2 separate regions of the Mus musculus genome follow, and region 1 is linked to region 2. Evidence: chromatin contacts called from public HiCAR-type data. All regions are on one chromosome and are shown on one strand. Each heading gives the region's core, a stretch centred on a gene start, on an enhancer-like site or on the middle of the called end of the contact. The rest is flanking DNA. Distances are from core to core; before and after follow the strand shown. Region 1 overlaps Pde6d (phosphodiesterase 6D, cGMP-specific, rod, delta). Region 2 overlaps Armc9 (armadillo repeat containing 9).

Region 1 (2,700 bases), core at 158-2,657, 380 kb after region 2:
TCTTAGTTCTCCCCTTCCTGACATGTGAGTTCCAGAAACTAGACTGAACTCAGGTCATCAGGTTTGGCAGCAAGCGCCTTCACTCACTGAGCCACCTTATCTGCCCCAACCCTCCTATCAATTTATTTGTGCGTGCGCTCTCGCTCGCGCGCTCACACGCACCTGAGTGTTTGTAGGCTCATACTGGTGCCCAAGAAAGGATCATCAGATTCCCCCTGGAACTGCAGTTATAGGTGGTTAGGAGTTGCCAAACCTGGTTCTTCTGCAAAAGTAGCAAATGTTCTTAACTGATGAGCCATTTTTCTAGTACCATGTCTAAAAACAATTTTTTTTGTGTGTGTACTTCATTATAGTAGCCTGAATGTACAAAACATTCCCAGTACACCTTAACTGCTTTTTTTTTCCACTTTTGTGGTGTGTGTGCATGTCATGTCATGGGTATTAGTTCTGTCCTATTATGTTGGCCAAAAGACAGCATAGGATTCCCTGGAGGCAAAGCTATAGGAGGCTGTCAGGTGCTTGACATGAGTGCTAGAACCGAACTCAAATTCTCTTCAAGATCAGTATCTGCCTTAACTGTTGAGCTGTCTCTCCAGCTCCTAGGTCATAACTTCTAAAACTTATGCCCTATTTCAAACATTTAAATTACATTTATTTGATTTGTGTATGTGTGTGGGTACTCAAGTGGAGTCCAATGATGACTTGTGGAAGTTGGTTCTCTTGTTCTACAATGTGGTTTCTGGGGATTGAATTCTGGTCAGGCTTGATAGCAAGTGCCTTTACCCACTGAGCCATCTTGGTGTCCCAATTATGCCCTAGTAAGAAGTATTATTCTGAGCCAGGTGTGGTGGCTCAGCATTTGGGAGGCTGAGGCAGGGCTGTTTGTTTAGGGCCAGCCTGAGTTACATATCAAATTCAAGGTTGGTCTGTTTTCTATATGTTATGTTTCAGAAAACCCGACTGGTGATGTAGCTCACTTATCAGTGTACTTTCCTCTGTGTGACTAGTTTTATGTCAATTTCAACAAGCTAGAGGCATCTGAGAGGAACAGCCTCAACTAAGATGCCTCCATGAGACAGGGCTGTAGGCCATTTTCTTAATTAGTGATTGATTGGGAAGGGCTCAGCCCAACCCTGGCCAGTGGTCCTGGGTTCTATAAGAAAGGCTGAAGCCATAAGTGCAAGCTAGTAAGCAGCACTTCCTTCTTCATGGCCTCTGTGTCAGCTCCTGCCTCCGGTCCCTGCCCTCCCTGCTCTGCCTTCTTTCAATAAAGAACTGTGTGTCATGTGGAAGTGTAAGCTAAATAAATCCTTCCTTCCCAAGTTGCTTCTGGTTATGGTGCTTCATCACAGCAATAGTAATCTGAAACCAGAAATCAGTGCCAGGATTATGAGCTATTGTTGGGACAGACCTGACCATGTTGTTTTTGGGAGGGTTGTGGAAGACTTTGGAAAATTGGGCTAGAAAAGTCACTGAGTATTGAAGAGCTCAGCGGGGTGTTCTGTAGGAGCTTGGAAGAAAGAATGTTGAGAGAAATGAAAACAAGGGCTGGCTTGCGGAGTTTCAGAGGGCAGTTTGAGAGTCTCGTAGAGACTCTTTAACAGGCCATTTGCTAGGTTCTGACTAATGGGAAATGAAGAATCGGCTGTGATCAACAGGAGACCAGCACCACTGATGTGAAACTTTAGCTTTACTGGGACAACTGATGCTGGTCAGCTGGTGTTGAGAAACTAGCCGTGTTTAAGGTCAGCATCACTCAGGTGAAATCTGGGAATTGTTGCCTCAGGGTCAACACACACAAGCTATGATGTTGAACCTTGTACTGTCAGCTGAACTTAGTAATGTGTAAGAATGATGCTGGTTTGGAAGGTCTGAAGAGGCCATGAAGAGCTGCTGAAGCTTGGCACTGAGAGGCCATTGGAGAAAGTGCAGCCTTAGAAGCAGTCAAAAAGAACTTGAATCGTGGCTATGAAGCCTAGGAGAGACTACTGGTGAAAGTGCAGCAGAAGACCCCAGTATTTTGGAGATGCCAGCACCACGGGACGACCACCAAGAACAGCTGCAGCAGTGGAGTGGAGCCAGCCAGAGCCTAGAAGACGAGCTGTGTGTGCTGCAGAGTAGAGCCAGAGAAGTGACCCAGGCCCTTTGGAGGAGCCCAAAAGATAGTGAGTGAATCACATACACTGCAATTATTTACACTGCTAAAACTGGTTTTGCTTTGTTCAGACTGTGCCCTGGTTCTCTCTTGGAATAAAGAAGTATTTTTTGTTTGTTTTTGTTTTTTGAGACAGGGTTTTTCTGTGTGGCCCTGGCTGTCCTGGAACTCACTTTGTAGACCAGGCTGGCCTCAAACTCAGAAATCTGCCTGCCTCTGCCTTCCGTGTGCTGGGATCAAAGGTGTGTGCCACCACGCCCGGTCATTTAAATATTTTTTGGTTTAACATGAGTCCACAGTTGAAAGATTTTGAACTCTTCAAACACTTAAACGTCCAGCTTTTTTTTTTTAATATTCAAAAATCTCTCTAAAAATACAAAGTCTCTTTAAGTGTTTGAATTTTTAAAAGGTTGGAATGTCTTATATTGTGGTAATGGTAACATTAACGTGAGATCTTGGGGACAAGAAAGGAAACTTCACTTAATAAGTGATGTTTGTGTGTCAAGCTGACAAGGGTCAACTGGGCTAGTTTTTACTTTAACTTG
Region 2 (2,700 bases), core at 192-2,691:
TCTGTGAGTACACTATCGCTGTCTTCAGACTCACCAGCAGAGGGCATCAGATCTCATTACAGATGGTTGTGGGCCACCATGTGGTTGCTGGGATTTGAACTCAGGACCTCTGGAAGAGCAGTCAGCACTCTTAAGTGCTGAGCCATCTCTCCAGCCCTTCATCCCCTTTTTTGATATTGATGCTAACATGTTCTCGTGTGTGATTGAGGTATATTTGTGTGCATACATGCAGTGTAGACTCATGCACCCAGTGTTCTTATGTTTGGTTGTGACCTTATGACCCATCCTTCCTCTGAAACTTGCTGTTTTGTTCCTGTGTATCACAGTGTTGATGTCTTTGCCCACAACCATACCTGGCTTCCTTTAGCACACTTGTAAAGAAAAGGCATCCGTGAATCCCACCTATCTCATGCTGCAAATGCTTGCTCAGGGTCCCGCCGTGACGATGACCCATTCGCAGATCTCCAGTGATGGAGATGGAGACCTTTGCCTGCTGTGACAGTGCTGCCGTGAGGACTCTTACATAATCTGTATTGCTCGGAGTGCAGAAAAGATCCTGAACATGGATTGCTAAGTCACTGTTTTGACATATGTTGTCAAATTACTCTCCTAAAAATTATCAGAATACCTGTTTTCTGTAACACTCAGCAACACCATCCATGGTTGAACTTTGTATGTAGGTGGGTAGGGTTTAATTTCAGGCCTTGGGAGGCAGAAGCAGAAGGATTTCGAGTTCAAAGCCAGTCTGAGCCTTCATGGCAGGAAGTCAGCATCATGTCATGCACTTGACAGCTTATTGATCATGTCTGTCATCCACTCCGCCAGCGATTCCTCAGTATTGGGCCCGTTTGAGGCCTTATCCCTCCTTAGTGTGGGCTAGGCAGCTGGGCATCTTTCATCTCATGGACGGCTCAGGAATGGAAATGCAGGGGTAGGGCTACTGAGCTCCTCATGTTGTCAGGAATCCAAAGCTGGATCCCTGATCTTCAGATTTGAGAGTTTGTCACTCTTGCCACGACATAAGGCTGCCCACTTACTCTATGCCCTGAATCTACAGAGAAGCTCGAGAAACCATTTAGCTTCCATGGCAACTGAACTGCACTGAGTGAAAGGCACAGATGGGTAGCCGGTGATCAAACCTGTAATCACTTTTTAAGCATGATTTATTAATTTTTTTATGGGCTATGCATCGGTTGTTTGCCTGCTTGTATTTAACGAGAGGGTTGGCTCGCCTGTAACTGGATTACAGACATTTCTGAGCTGTCCATGTGGGTGCTGGGAATTTAATTCTGTCCTGTGGAAGAGCAGTCAGAGCTCTTAACTGCTGGGCCACATCTCTCAAACAAGTCAGTTACTTTTATTCTCCTAGGTCAGTGTGTGAACTCTACCCCAGAGCTCTGAGGGTTCGGTGGTTACTTTTAATTATTAACTTGCCCTACTTTACAACCCTCTGGGAAGAGTGACTCCGTGAGGGAGTCTGCATCAGGCTGGCCAACAGGCATGTCTGAAAGAAGAGTGTTTTGATTTAAGGTAGTTGATTGAGGAGACCCAGCCCACTGTGGGCAGCACCATTCCCTGGATCTGGATTTTGAACTATGTAAAGTGCAGAAATTGAGCTAAGTAGTAAGCATTTGCATTCCCTCTGCCCTTGACTGGATGTGACTTGCTGCTTCAAGTTTCTGTTGACCTTGACTTCCCCTCAGTGACGGGCTGTAGTGAGCTAAAGTAACCCTTTCAACCTACATTGCGTTTTATAAGGTATTTTTTGTCACAGTAGCAGAAACTAGGACAAAGGGGACGATGCGCTCTTTGGCATGGCCATCCATCCCATCAGTCGGTCTCCAGGAGATGCTGAGGTAGCTGCGGTCCTGCTACAGGAGCCGTAGATACCGGAGGTCCTGTGGGCAGTCTGATGGCTTTCACCTGGCTGTAGATACCGGAGGTCCTGTGGGCAGTCTGATGGCTTTCACCTGGCTGTAGATACCGGAGGTCCTATGGGCAAACTGCATGGCTTTCACCTGATTCCCTCATCCTTGCAGATCACCCCCGAGTACCTGCAGAGTGTCTGTGTCCGCCTCTTCAGTAACCAGATGCGGCAGAGCCTGGCACACAGCGTGGACTTCACGAGGCCTGGGACGGTGAGGTGCCATGAGAGACGGGGTATCCTGGGTTTGTCCCCCAAGACTTACAAGTGAAGTTATTAGAGAGAATGAAAGCCTGTGAGAAAGTGACATTCAGGAGCTAGAAGCTCCCAGAAGGAAAACAAAGCTATTTTTGAGGAGGTTGCAGCTGAGGTTAGCCCTTTGGGTGAGAAAGGAGAGGTGCTCTTTCAATCTACCATGGCAGCTGCTCCTGCGCACTGAGGCCTGAGAGTCAGGAGGAACAAATCGAAACCTTGCTGTCTTTAAAAGAACTCTCGTGGGCTAGGGCGAGCGCTCAGTACAGCGCTTGGTGTGCAGGCACCAGGACCTGAGTTTGCTCCCTAAGGCCTGGAATGTGTGACACCCCAGTGCTGGGAAGACACAAAGGCAGGTCCCAGAGGCTTGCCACCCAGACAGGCTAGCTTACTGTGAGCTGCAGGACAGGGAGAGAGAGGCCTTCTCTCCACAAAAAGTAGACAGTGCCTGAGGGTTAACAACCAGCTTTGTTCTCCAGCCTCTGCATGTACATGCCACATACATGACTGTACTTACACATGCT

Evidence for each region. HiCAR-type assays count read pairs that join an accessible place to other places.
Region 1: a HiCAR-type map of kidney shows a contact between it and region 2, with 2.9 times the contacts expected there. The contact joins two enhancer-like sites. A contact is called at or near these places in 1 of 15 datasets of contacts at CTCF or cohesin (large pre-B cells) and 1 of 115 datasets of contacts at active chromatin or transcription factors (kidney).

Annotation. Positions count from the first base shown.
Region 1 is chr1:86,554,059-86,556,758 of GRCm38.p6, forward strand. The region is part of intron 1 of Pde6d (phosphodiesterase 6D, cGMP-specific, rod, delta); the gene reads right to left. Among named protein-coding and RNA genes, the nearest start is that of Pde6d, 27 kb to the right of the region's middle. Within about 2 kb of position 1,408, at least 10 of the 459 cell types and tissues checked have an H3K27ac peak or open chromatin away from gene starts, as enhancers often do. A contact at or near this core is called in kidney, where this site is marked.
Region 2 is chr1:86,174,775-86,177,474 of GRCm38.p6, forward strand. It overlaps Armc9 (armadillo repeat containing 9), which reads left to right. Exons shown (of 25, transcript NM_030184.2): 9 at 2,040-2,138. Among named protein-coding and RNA genes, the nearest start is that of Armc9, 21 kb to the left of the region's middle. Within about 2 kb of position 1,442, at least 24 of the 459 cell types and tissues checked have an H3K27ac peak or open chromatin away from gene starts, as enhancers often do. A contact at or near this core is called in kidney, where this site is marked.